2 separate regions of the Mus musculus genome follow, and region 1 is linked to region 2. Evidence: chromatin contacts called from public Micro-C data. All regions are on one chromosome and are shown on one strand. Each heading gives the region's core, a stretch centred on a gene start, on an enhancer-like site or on the middle of the called end of the contact. The rest is flanking DNA. Distances are from core to core; before and after follow the strand shown. Region 1 holds the start of Sp8 (trans-acting transcription factor 8). Region 2 has its middle 38 kb from the start of Gm31626.

Evidence for each region. Hi-C and Micro-C count contacts between places; a contact is called where the count stands out from the background.
Region 1: a contact with region 2 is called in a Micro-C map of embryonic fibroblasts, with 5 times the contacts expected there. The contact joins the promoter of Sp8 here to the enhancer-like site in region 2. A contact is called at or near these places in 5 of 39 promoter capture datasets (the 3T3-L1 cell line, embryonic stem cells, liver and 2 more), 9 of 484 Hi-C or Micro-C datasets (the C2C12 cell line, adipose-derived mesenchymal stem cells, cortical neurons and 4 more), 3 of 115 datasets of contacts at active chromatin or transcription factors (embryonic stem cells and stem cell-derived neural progenitor cells) and 2 of 9 other capture datasets (embryonic stem cells and embryonic tail).

The regions. Positions count from the first base shown.
Region 1 is chr12:118,845,145-118,851,566 of GRCm38.p6, forward strand. Sp8 (trans-acting transcription factor 8) reads left to right here and starts at 2,089. Exons shown (of 2, transcript NM_001379379.1): 1 at 2,089-2,197; 2 at 3,235-6,422. The coding sequence starts at 2,177. The coding sequence ends at 4,728.
Region 2 is chr12:118,696,643-118,703,658 of GRCm38.p6, forward strand. No RefSeq gene overlaps it. Among named protein-coding and RNA genes, the nearest start is that of Gm31626, 38 kb to the left of the region's middle. Within about 2 kb of position 5,404, at least 28 of the 459 cell types and tissues checked have an H3K27ac peak or open chromatin away from gene starts, as enhancers often do. A contact at or near this core is called in the C2C12 cell line, adipose-derived mesenchymal stem cells, embryonic fibroblasts and 2 more, where this site is marked.

The sequences.
Region 1 (6,422 bases), core at 839-3,338, 150 kb after region 2:
AGATACAATAACTATTCATAAGAAGGAGTCTTCCTTCAAAGCACTTCCCTCCACCTTTGAGGGTGATGGTATTGATTAACGTTAAACCCCAAATTTGAACAACTGTATATTAGGTTCTTAAAATGAATATCATTATGGAAGGAGACCAAAGCAATGAAGTTAATTCTCTTTTATTTGTTAAACGGAGTTCCCTCCTTCCCCCACCCCTTCCTCCTTCTGGGCTGTCCTGTCACGCCTTCTCAACACGCTAAAATCATTCAGAGGGGCTTGCAGAGAGAAACAGGACATTTATGGTAAGCGTTAGCTTTCAGAGAAAGAAAGCAGTTCATTAATTTACTTCACAGTTACTTCTAAGTATGTGGATGTCCCTTACTCCCTTAATCAATAGATATGATGTACAGTCAATACCCCTGCACATGAAAAAAAAAAGGCTCAGAAGTGCAAATCCCTGCACAACAAACATTAGGTCTAACTGTGCAGGTGAAATTTATGCAAAGGATGAAGCCCTACTTTGGACTTCTGCATAACCCAGGAGAATTAATTTTTGACATCTTCAGAACCTGCAATACACTTGAGAACAACCAATTAAAAAAAAAAAGTCTCCCAAGTCAAAACACATCAGTTCTGTCATCTACTCACATTTTAATCAATTCCCCTTTAGTATTAGACTTCTGAGAGTCTTCCTAACAGGGTAAAATAGGAATTATTGTGGTTTTAAAATGCATGAATATTCAACAAGACTCCAAGGACTAGATTTTCTCCTTTCATACTGGTACTGGCCTTTTTGTGGCTTAAGAATTTCTGTTGTGGTGACCACAGAATTGTAATGACATTTCTGAAGGCAACTAATAATAAAAATAGCAAGTAAGTGACTAAAACGCAGAGAATTTGAAGTAAATGCGCATGATGACTCGAACGCACTGGTAGATGGCTTGCTCAAACCATAGATGCTCCTATAAATGCAGCCCGAAAAGCTCACCTCCATTCTTACATAAATAGTACCAACAGATTTCAGTCATTCTGATTTTTCTGTCAGAAAGGCACAGTGGGGTTACCTGAGAAAACTTATAAACTGGGTAAAATGCTCCTCAATTTCTCATCCAATGGGAGAAAAACACACCCCCTCTTACTCCTCTTTCCATCTAATCCTTTTGTAATTTTACTGCATGCCAAGGGGCAAACACACCTCCTCCAGGACGTGCACTTCCAAAGCTTGAATCCCACCTCTGGTAGAGGGTAAGGGCGGCCAGATCTAAGTAAGGACTCAAAGGCGCAGGCGCACACTTGCACCATATCACTACCCCCTTTCCAATCTTTCTATTTGACCGAAACATCAGGAAATGGAAGGTAAGTATCAAGATTTTCTTCAAAACTATACTGAAAGAGTCCAGGAAGCTGGGGGGGGGGGGTCACTCCTTTTTTTATGTTCAAAGGGCAGAGGAAGTTAGTAACTTGAAGATAGGACTTGGGGCGTTTATTTACTGGCCTCACTCAACTTCGCAGTTTCTCTATCCAGACCGCCAATCTCTTAGGCACGTACACTTTATTGTATTGTTTCGGTTCCCTACCCCTAGCTTTGGTGCTCGCGCGCACGCACACGTCGGTCTTCCCTCTCGATCGCGCGCACCCACTCTCCACCTACACCAAACGGGTGCACGCCTCTCCACACCCGGGATTGAACGTACTGTCGCTCCTGACTCCCTACGGTAGAAGGACTCAGTTACCTTACACACTTTCCAGCTCTGTCCCTGACCCCTTTTGTCACACACGTAGTTACTCGGCCCGCTCTCGGTGGTTGTACGACCACTCTCTGCCCTTGCTAGGTCACGGTTTTTGCGACCCTGCCCAGTTACCCCTCCGCTTTCTACACTGCTCTCTCCGAGGTGGGTCACACTCGCGATCATTTTTCACGCGCGCGCACACGCACACTCTGCGACACTCGCACCCCCACACTCCCGCCGGCGCCGATGACCTCACGGCGCGCGCGCCGCGCGGCCCGGCGAGGCCACAGATTGGCTGGCCGCGCCTCCGCGGCACTTCAAAGCCGGAGAGGGAGCTACAATTGTGGCGGAATGGGCGGAACTGATCATTGTATTGCACACCTCTAAAAAAAACACTGCCTCTGATTTATCAATATAAAAAAGATCCTCTGAGAGGAGGAGGGCGCTTCTGTGTGATGGCAACTTCACTTCTAGGGGTGAGTCTCAGGATCTTCTCTTGCTGGTTTAATTAGTTTCCTTTTATTGCCTATCGGAGGGGGTTAAAGTCGCCCCGGCCAGGCCACGGGCTATCAGTCTCTCTATTGAGAGCCACCACCACCCCCCTAAATACAAGTGAGTTTAGAAAAAAGAAAGGGGGGGGGGAGGAGGCAGAGCCACTTTTTTTTTTTTCAGCACAGGAAAGGTTCGTAGGGCATTGAGACCCGCCACCTCGCAGAGCCTGGCCGCTCCCTGCTCGGGAGAACTGAGCATAGCCCCTAATACACTCGACGATTTCGAAGGGGAACGCGAGTAAGTTTTTCCCTCCTGGGCATACTGCAGATTCTCCCCCTTCCCCTTAATATTTTTCCTCAGCCCGGTTTGTATTGCAGGTACGTTGAGCTCGTCTTATTTCTACCATTATAGAGAGATATATATTGAGAGAGAGAGATGAAGGGGGTGGAGAGAGAGAGAGAGAGAGAGAGAGAGAGAGAGAGAGAGAGAGAGAGAAGAAAAAAATGGAAGAGCGAGTAATGGAAGAGCCGGGGAGAAGCAACTAAGGATGGGTTGAGGGGGATCTGAAAAGAGTTTTCAAAGCTCTCTTGGGATTGCAGTGTAGTGATCTTAAACGCAATCCAGAAATTTCCCCAGGTTGTAAGGTAAAAAGGAAACTTCTCCCTCCCTAGTCTGGATTTGGACTTTCTGTTCGTTTGATCGAAAGCGTCTAGGGCTTTGTGAACACAAGAGTGCCGTCTTAGTTGAGAATTCTTGTTAAACTCTTCTTTAGCGTGGCGCTTTGCTCCAGAATCAGACGCTCGCCGCCAAACTTGTCCCCTCCTGTAGAGTAGGAGGCAGCCGGGCGCCGGGGCAGCTGGGGGTGCAGGGTAAGTTGGTGGCAGTGTGCAGCAGCTAGAGATGGGGAGCAGTGGGGCGTCTGGAGGCTACCAGGGGACTAATACACATTTCTTTCCTCCCTCCCCCACCGGCCCTTTGCCCACTACCCCTCCCCCACCCTTCTTCTCTGCTCCGGTCTCAGGAAGAACCGAGGTTGGGATCCACTCCTCTGGCCATGCTTGCTGCTACCTGTAATAAGATCGGCAGCCCCAGCCCGTCTCCCTCCTCCCTGTCGGACAGCTCTTCTTCCTTCGGTAAAGGCTTCCACCCTTGGAAACGCTCCTCGTCTTCCTCCTCCGGCAGCTGCAACGTAGTGGGTTCCAGTCTCTCTAGCTTCGGTGTGTCGGGGGCCTCCCGGAACGGCGGCTCCTCCTCAGCCGCAGCGGCGGCAGCGGCGGCAGCAGCGGCGGCCGCAGCCCTGGTGTCCGACTCTTTTAGCTGCGGAGGCTCGCCCGGCTCCAGCGCCTTCTCTCTCACCTCCAGCAGCGCCGCCGCAGCGGCAGCAGCTGCGGCGGCTGCCGCTTCCAGCTCGCCCTTTGCCAACGACTACTCTGTGTTCCAGGCTCCGGGCGTCTCGGGGGGCAGCGGCGGCGGCGGCGGGGGAGGCGGCGGCGGTTCCGGAGCGCACTCGCAGGATAGCTCCCATCAGCCAGTGTTTATCTCCAAGGTGCACACGTCGGTGGACGGACTGCAGGGTATCTACCCGCGCGTGGGAATGGCGCACCCGTATGAGTCCTGGTTCAAGCCTTCGCACCCGGGCCTTGGCGCCGCGGCCGACGTGGGCTCCGCGGGCGCCTCCAGCTGGTGGGATGTGGGCGCGGGCTGGATCGACGTGCAGAACCCCAATGGGGCGGCAGCGCTGCCCGGCTCGCTGCACCCGGCGGCCGGGGGCCTTCAGACGTCGCTGCATTCACCGCTGGGAGGCTACAACTCGGATTATTCCGGCCTGAGCCACTCCGCATTCAGTAGCGGTGCCTCGTCGCACCTGCTCAGCCCTGCAGGACAGCACCTCATGGACGGTTTCAAGCCGGTATTGCCCGGCTCTTACCCCGATTCCGCCCCGTCGCCGCTGGCCGGCGCGGGCAGCTCCATGCTGAGCGCGGGGCCCGCGGCGCAGTTAGGGGGGTCCCCACGCTCGTCCGCTCGCCGCTACTCCGGCCGCGCCACTTGCGACTGCCCCAACTGCCAGGAGGCTGAGCGGCTGGGCCCAGCGGGAGCGAGCCTGCGTCGCAAAGGGCTGCATAGCTGCCACATCCCGGGCTGCGGCAAGGTGTACGGCAAGACGTCGCACCTGAAGGCGCACCTGCGTTGGCACACCGGCGAGCGGCCGTTCGTGTGCAATTGGCTGTTCTGCGGTAAGCGCTTTACGCGCTCCGACGAGCTGCAGCGGCACCTGCGGACCCACACGGGCGAGAAGCGCTTCGCCTGCCCGGTGTGCAACAAACGCTTCATGCGCAGCGACCACCTGAGCAAGCACGTGAAGACACACAGTGGTGGCGGCGGCTCGGCGGGCTCCGGCGGCGGCAAGAAAGGCAGCGACACCGACAGCGAGCACAGCGCGGCGGGAAGCCCTCCTTGCCACTCCCCTGAGCTGTTGCAGCCTCCAGAGCCGGGCCACCGCAACGGCCTGGAGTGACTGTCGCGATGCCTCCCACCTGAATCCCGTCGGGCTTGTGTACCTAGACTGGGCTCCAGTCTAGGCTAGCTGTGCGTTCTTTCCCCCAACTTCTCATTCTCTCTCTCACCGGTTTTCTGCTCTTAACTTTTAGGATGTGGACAGTAAGTAGCACACATCGGTGGCTGAATCCTTGGCTCCCTTCTGCACAGTGACAGCCATGCGGGGCGCAGTGGAAACCCGCTCCTCCAGCACTGGGCTGGCGGAACTTTGAAGAGGCTGTGGCCTCTGGGGTTAGGACGGGATGAATGGGTTGTCTGGTAGAACAGTGGCTTTTGTGGCCTTGGAAAGAACAGTGTTCAACCCGCTTGAGCCGCAGCTGTAGGGAGAGGGATGTAGGAGTCCTGCCAAGGAATCCCCTCCTGGACCCCCGAGTGCTCCCCTTGGACTGTCCTGTGCTGAGCATTACACTCGTGGGAGGACTGCTGCAACCCAGACCGGGTTAGCAGAGTTTAGATCTCCCCATTCAGCTCTGGCTAGGTCTTTGTGCCCTGCGGGTGAACCGATGAGAGTTCTGCGAACGGGAATCAATGCCTCCCCCTCCTTTCTTCTTTGTAACTTTTTATTTTTTAACTGAAAAACTGAGAGGAAAAAAATAAACAAGCAATCTTCCTCTTAGCTTCTCGTTTAGATAGTTTTCCTCTGCTTGCGAGCACGTTTCTCTCCAAACTGCAAATATTGATCCCAAAGTTATTTTGGTCGCCGTAATTTATGGGGTGGGGGCGGGAGTGAGGGTAGGTGTCTTTTCTTATGCAAAAATACCCCCTTTCCGGTGAGACCAGATTAAGTATCTTCGTGTTTGTCTTTTTCTACCTCGGTTTTTTCACCATCCCCAAGCATATTCTTCCAACTTCCCACATCACCACCACTTTTGGGTTAGTCTAGGAATCAATTTATCTACTGATTTCTGTAAATTATTGCAAGTCATTGATTAATTTTAGGGTTAAACTTTTTCTTTGTGATTTAAACTTAAGTGAAGAAGCTATCGTTTATTTCAGATGAGGCTGTAGTTTAAATGCCAAAAGAGGGAAACGGGGAAACAATTTTTAAAAATTCTTTGTAAAATATATCTGAACCTAATGGTTTGTACAACTGGAAAATCGTTCTAGATTAGTTTCCCATTAAACTTGACTCCGCCGCTGTGAGGTGTGAGACGATTTTGTATAGTATTTTTCTTGTACATTACTTCCGGTAAATATTTGAAAATATATTGAAGTAAACTTGATTTTTTTTCTTTTTCGTCAGAAGGAATTATTAAGAGTTATTGCTGAGGTTCTAATGAGCTGCAGGTGTTTTTTTTTTTTTTTTTTTTTTCCTTTTTCTTTTTTCCTTGAACTCAATTCTGGAGGTGCAGAGCCACACACGCACTTTCCGGGCCTAGTTTTGCTCGAATATGAATTTAGATAGGTATCAAGCTGTAACTAAGACACTATTTGATAAATGTTGGATGACATTTAATTTAATGGCGCATGTACTTATTTGCATTTGCTGGCAGTTCAGGTATAGTTAAAGTGAGAGTTCTCCTATACTTCATAATAACGGGGTCTGCCAAACCCATGTATTAAATAAATTGTCCAAGTGATACTCGACTAACTTTGGCCTTTGTGTATTTCCTGAAGGTGATATTGTTAACTGTTGACAAATACTCCTGACAC
Region 2 (7,016 bases), core at 4,154-6,653:
CTTTATTACAGACTGAGTGTGTTCCCTTCAAATTCATTAAGGAAGCCATGAGCCCCAGTGTAACTGCTTTGGATACTGGACACTGGTTCTTTTGGATGGTTGCTCAGGCTAAGTGGAATTCTAAGTATAGGACCTAACCAGACTGAAGTAGTGTCTTTGCCAGCATAGACAGGGTCGTCATAGGTGAATGGAAGACATTACAAAAGGAATAACTGCATACTAAGAGATGAGGTATGGCCAGAAACCAACCCTGTGGGCATCTTAACCTTGGGTTGTATGTATGTCAACCAGTGATGATATTAATATACCTGCTTGTCTGAAAAAAAAAAAAAGAATAGATCAGTTACCTAGAGATAATACCTATTAGTCTATTAGTGATAGTCACAGTTGTTGACACAATCATCTGTCTTTCAAAGAACATTCCTATGAGAAAGATATATTCATGAGTTTTCCTCTGTGGAGGAATTTTAAAAAATAATGATGTTTTGGTTATATCTTTGTATTAATATACATTAATATTCTTAATAGACAGAATATAAGATCATCATACAAAATTAGGCATATTTGTTTATATTAACAGTGAACATGAACAGAAACAAAAACATGATTTTATAAATGGGAATGTAACACCATTCAGAGTAACACCAAGTAGTATAAGCTGAAAACAAGGAGGTAAAAGATGCATATACTGGAAAGTATATGGATTAGAAACATCAAAGACACAAATGGAGACATAACTTGTGCTCATTGATTGGAAGTGTCATCTAATGTCCATCTTCACCCAAAGTGGCTCACAGCGGCAGCACAATCTCTGTCAAAATCCCCATGACATTGTTTTTTTTACTGAAACAGAAATAAATTACAAAAGTTTTATGGAACCACAAAAGCCCATAATATCCAAACAAATCTTGAGAAAGAAAAATAGATGAAGAAATTATATGTACTGGCCTCAAAATATATTATAAAGAGATAATAACACAGACACTGGCCTGAAGTTGGACATGAAGATCAGTGAATCAGACTGGAGCCCAGAAACAAGTAATACTCACACCACTGATTGATTTTCAGCAAGGCTTCCCAAAGTCCCCAATGAGAAAAAATATTTCGTCAACAAGGGTATTAGGAACTGGATACTACAGACAAAAAAATAAGGTTGGACCTTTGTGAAACACCTTAAACATCAACTACAATGTATTAAAGATTTAGAAGTAAAATCTGAAGCTGTAAAACTATAAAACCCATCAGAGAAAAAAAAATAAAACATACAAACAAACAAACAAAAACATGGTTTTATGAATGGAAGAGAGAAGCCTATGTCAAAATGAAGTGGAAATTTCTTATTTCTTTGGAAACTCAGTTATATCATTAGATGTTTTTCTGGAAGATGTTTTGTGAGCAGATGTTTACCTGAAGCAGACACATGAGAAGATGTTTTGCTGAAGCAGACATGTGAGAGGGCATATGATGTTTTGATGGAGTTGAGGCTTGAGAGGGCATGAGATGTTTAGAAAGAATATAAATATAACCCCACAGACAGTGAGTGTATGCTCTTGCATTGTTACATCCTGCAATGCTTCACTGGTATTCTCTGGTCTTCATGTCATAGAGGGAAACACAGCAAAGAATGTAGCATTCTGACCAAGTCTTGCCACTTCTGCTGACTCATGCAAATTCAGAGGAGCCTTGTAGTTTCTGCTGGATCAAGTTGCTGCTATTGATTCCTGTTTAGTGTTTACTATTGGATTGAACTGCTGCTATCCTAACAAAGAAGATGGAATCACCCCCAAAGAACTACTTCTAAACAGGCCCACAACCCCCTTTTTCTATTAACCTTTCTCTGCTACTTCTGCTCAATGGGCTAGAAGGGAGGTTGAAGCATTTAAGAAAATTTTGAAAGTAAGATTTTGAAAAATCTAAGCCTACACCAAAATACAAAAGTAAACAAATTAAAGACAAACAAGGGAATAAAAAGGACAAAAAGGAAGAGGTATTTGGAAAGCATGTGGCTGTTGAGGACTTGCTTTCCAGAGTTCATAAAAACTTTCACTACTCAAAAGCAACACATTTAGCAGTGAGGTTAGGTCTTGAGGAGCTAGACCATACACGGACAATTAACAATGAGAACCATCTACCAGTGTCACTAGTGATCAGGGTGAGGCACATGCACACTGCAGTAAGAGATCAGTACAATCCCTAAGATGTTCACTATCACAAAACCAATACATGTCAAGGACTTGGGAAACTGAGACCTTTGTACACTGTTGAGGGAATTCAAAGATGGAAAGTCAACATAAAAAACAGCTTGAAATCTTCTTTAAAAGTTAAAAATTAGAACTCTCATATGATCTAGAAGTTCCACTCCTGGATCTTTATAGCCCTCCAAATTAAAACAGTCCTGGTGTGTGTGTGTGTTGGGGGGGGGGGGCGGGCAACGTCACTCCTCAAAGAGCCATCTATATTCCTGTGCCACCACAGTGATTCTCAACATTTAAAAGGTGGAAGCCACCCGTGATGGCATGTATGTGTGATGAATGTGGAGGTATGCAGGAAGGAAAGTCTCTAATGTGACAACATTAGAGAGCCCGGGAGATGACAGTGACAAAAAGACAGACACTGTAGGGTGCTGCTTAAGTAGGATATCAGAGTTCAAGTATGGGATGAAGTGGCATGGTGAGTTTTAGAGGCTGGGGCATGGGAAACAGTTATTAATCAAGGAAGCTTCAGCCAAACAAGGTGCAGAGCTCTGGAGACCCATCCTGGGGTCAAGGACCTACAGCATTGAAGGCAACTGGCACTCCCAGATCTGTCTGTCAGGGACAAAGCTGAGATGGTGGGATGGTGCAGGTGACTGTGGAGCTAGAACTTAAAGGGGAGCCCTGGAGTTCCCTTTAGCCCAGAGCACTATCTTCTCAACACTTTGACCTAGAGTAATTTTTCCATCACCCCATCACCAAAACATTCCGAATCCCACCGTCACCCTGAAAGTCCAAACAACATCAGAAACCACAAAGCATGCCCACACAAACTCCATCCAAAAGACACGACTACTCTTTCATTCTCATCGACTAACCTTCCAAATGATCTCAACAAGATCAGCCTGGGTGCCATGAGAATGCAAGATCAAGACGGTAAAACTATGGATAAAGTTCAACAGCGGTCAAGAATCATGATCCATTTTTTTTAGCTGTTTGCAAAAAAAATCAATTAAAATTTTCTCCAGAAGCAGACCAACCTGAATAGCCATGTTTATACATCTGTTCACACTTGTAAAGTTATTTTCTCTGTCACATTCCTAAAAGAATAACCGAGCATCGGAAGTGAATGCACATTGTCATTTCACATTGTATTAAAATTATTCTCCACAGCCTGCCCATTGGCGTTAAGGAAAGTTAATCTCAGTCTCGACTAACAAAGTTTTCGCCTTTTTATCTATTAGGGCTCTCTGATTGTGGGGATCCAAAAAAGCCTTGAGTGAATGAGTAAGTTTGACAAGGGCCTGCCCGTGTCAAGGACCCAATGACTGAAATTGTGAGAATGGAAAAACCCTCCTCTGGTTCAATTACAAGTGTTTACAAATGACAGGCATGTTCAACAACTGGCAAGTGCAGCTTCCTCCTCCCTGATGTTGATATCCCAGACTGCTTTACTGCAGAGATCTCCCCAGACTAGCACTGTCTCCTCTATGCTGTACCTATGAACATGCCGAGGTTCTCTGTTCTTGCAAAGTACACTCAGCACATCTGACTCTGGCTTTTATGAGTGTCTGACATTTCTTCTGTGTCTTCATTTCCTCACTGCCCCAGTCCTACTTCAAAGCACCAAGCCATGTTGTTGGTGGTGTCTGATGGCCACAGAGAGATCAAATACTATGCAAATACAAGTTAACTTTCCATACTGCACTTGTCAATATTTCAGAAAACTTTATTTCCTAACAAAGGTGGATGTGATCATTGTAGTCATATAACAAGTGCTTGTTACAATGGCAGACTTGCCAGACTTGAAACCACCCCCAGGAGATGTCTCAGCCTATCTTAACGTTTTCTCACAATCGACATGTATGGATTCTGGTCCAATATTTATTCAATGTAATTAGAGTTGTAAAAAGTGTGAATGGCCATATTTCAGTATTTTTTTAATCTCCTTCTGAACAGCTTCATAGAACCCAGATGTTCTGTAGACTCTGGACTTCATCAAAAACTAGAACAGTAACAAACAGGAGTGTTCAAAAAGCTGGTGTATGTTATGTGCTACCACAAGATCCATTAACACTCATGTTTTCAACAATTCCATGTGAGAAGAATTATTTTAATCTCATTTTAGAGATTAAAAAGCTAAACTTATTTAATCGACAATTTGTCTCAGGTCACCCAACCTGTATATGACAAATAGGAAGCCATCATTGGTAAAGGTAAAACCCAGGTACATCCTGCTTGCTTGCAGAACCCTGTGAAGCAGGTGTCATCTCTGATACACAGGTGAAGAAATGGCCTTCATGAGTTCTGTGTTCATTCCATTTGTTTTCTAACACCTAAGCAGAAACATGCGGTAGGAGAGGGTATATAAATGTGTAGGCAAACGTATCCCTCTGCCACTCATAAAGTTCTCTATGGGGACGTGCATACTAACTATTTAATTATTTTGTGAAATGTCTTGTTTAAAAATATCTTTTTATGTATTCTTCAAGAAAAGTACATTTTCTTACATTGTCAGGTATGAGAAACACAATGGGAATAGAAACACGCAAGCTCTAAGGGCCGTGCTCTCTCCACCAGCCTTCTGAGGCATCTCTTTGGTGAAGAATTATAATGGTTCCATATTGATGGTGAGAGGATGGTTGAACAGTAAACAGAGCACTTTCATGCATGTTTTCTTCCTAAAGCTAATTCTGAATAAAATCACACATTACTTGTAAATTTCAAAGTGGTATTTGATTGTATTATGGCCCCCATAATGAATAAAGACCAGTGTTTAAAAGAAGAGGAATAAACCAAATAATTTCAAGGCCAAATATGTGTCGCTTTTAGATTAAATTTGCAAATCTATTCATTTGGTATGCTCAGTCAGAAAGACAGAGATACAGAGTCCCCTAAATGACCTCTCCCTGAGAAATAATTAATTGGCCTACAGTGTGCTTTGTTAAAGTAAGTAAGCACCCTTCATGAATATAAATTTAATGCCGTTTGAGGCAAATTGGTCTAGATATTTTTAATCCTCCCTCCTCTTTTAAGACTAGAATTTTTTTGACAAAACACTAGAAATTTTATAGCATTTAGACAAATTTTCATAAGTAAAGTAAAAGGTTTCTAGAATTTGATTGTTACTAATGGGTTTCTGTTAACAGCTCATACTGTGACTACAGAGTGACTCATGGGCGAGGTGCTTGGAATATTTTAGAAATGAGCAATGACTGGGGGACATGTTATTTACCTCCTCCACTCATAGGAGCATCAGACAGAGCTACCAACAAAACTAGATGTTCTGTTCCTGCAGCCACAGGACACAGAGCATTGTAGTACCCTGCAAACACCAAAGACAACAGGGAGCGGTGTTTTCTCATCCTGTCCTTCCTCCCTTTTCCTGAGCAATGAAATGTGAACCTTGAAAGTCAAGGACATGTTTTCTGAGCCACAAAATCTCGGGGTTTTTTTGTTTGTTTGTTTGTTGTTTTTTCAGTACTGGGAATGGAACTTAAGGCTTCAAGAATGCTGGGCAATTGCTCTAGCTCTAAGCCATATCCCAGCCCCAGGCTTCCAATTCCCATGTGAGTGTGTGCATGTGCAAGTGAGTGTGTGTTTGTGTGTGTGTATGTGTGTGTGTCTGTCAAAGTGTGTGTAGGTGTGGTAGGTGTGTGTGTGTATGTGTGTGTGAGTGTGCGTGCACTGCATCTGGAAAAGCAGCTTTTAAAATATCTTAGGCAAAAACCTAAGAGAAACAGAAAGGGAGAGAGGAAGGACTAGAAAGGGAAAGCAAAGAAAAGGGGGAGACAAATGAGGAGGAGAGAGAGAGGAGAGAGAGAGAGGGAGAGAGAGAGAGAGAGAGAAAGAGAGAGAGAGAGAGAGAGAGAGAGAGAGAGAGAGAGAGAGAGAGCACCTCATCAACTTTTTCTAGAAGACAAAATGTGTGGTGATCATTTTTGTCCAAACTGTTCAAGTCAAATGAACATATATCTTGGGGATGGAGAGTGGATGAGAAAGAGAAGGAATAAGAGAGAGTGGGAGAGAAGGAGAGGAGAGGAGGAAGGAGAATAAAGAGGGAGACAAAAATTAATCTTAATGGAATTTATTGTATAAGGCAAACATGCTCAGAATTCTTATTTGCCCAAACTGCCTAAGACGAATGAATGTACTCCTGATGAAGAAGCGGGAGATGGAGAGATGGAGAGATGCAGGGGATTGACTCTGTCCATTTTAAAGTTAATCAGCATCCATGATGATGTATCCCTCCAAAATAATAAAATGGATTAATCAGGCACTAAGGGAGAGAGGAGGGCAGCCATTTGTCCCCCTCCTGCGCTGGGATGAAATATACATAACGCGAGAAAGGGCACTGGCAAGTAGCCACAGGAAGAGCACCTGGAAGATTAAAGCCGAGGCCGGAACATTAACAAAGTACAGACCACACTGAATTAATGAGCACTGGAGATAGACACTCTGTGGAGTCTTAATTTATTTCCCTTTTCTAGCTCATCCTTTAAGAAAATGACAGTGTCTTCTTATCGATTTTACACTCAGAGATCAATCAGAATTGCCCTGACTCAGACAAAATTTACAGCAGTGTCTGACACTGCCCGGAGCATGTGGGCCCAAACAGACATTACAAGGAAGCAATAGATCATGTTTGTGTGTAGAGCTTGACGTGCTTAAAAATAAGCTAATCTGGGGTGGAATTTCCTTCTCTCTGACAAGCAGCTCTGCCCAGCTCTTCGGCCCCTAGTTACGAATTTCTCTCCTGGCTCCACTATTAATTATAACATGCGAAAAGGATTCATGTATTTAGGCCCTGAGGGAGGTCATCTG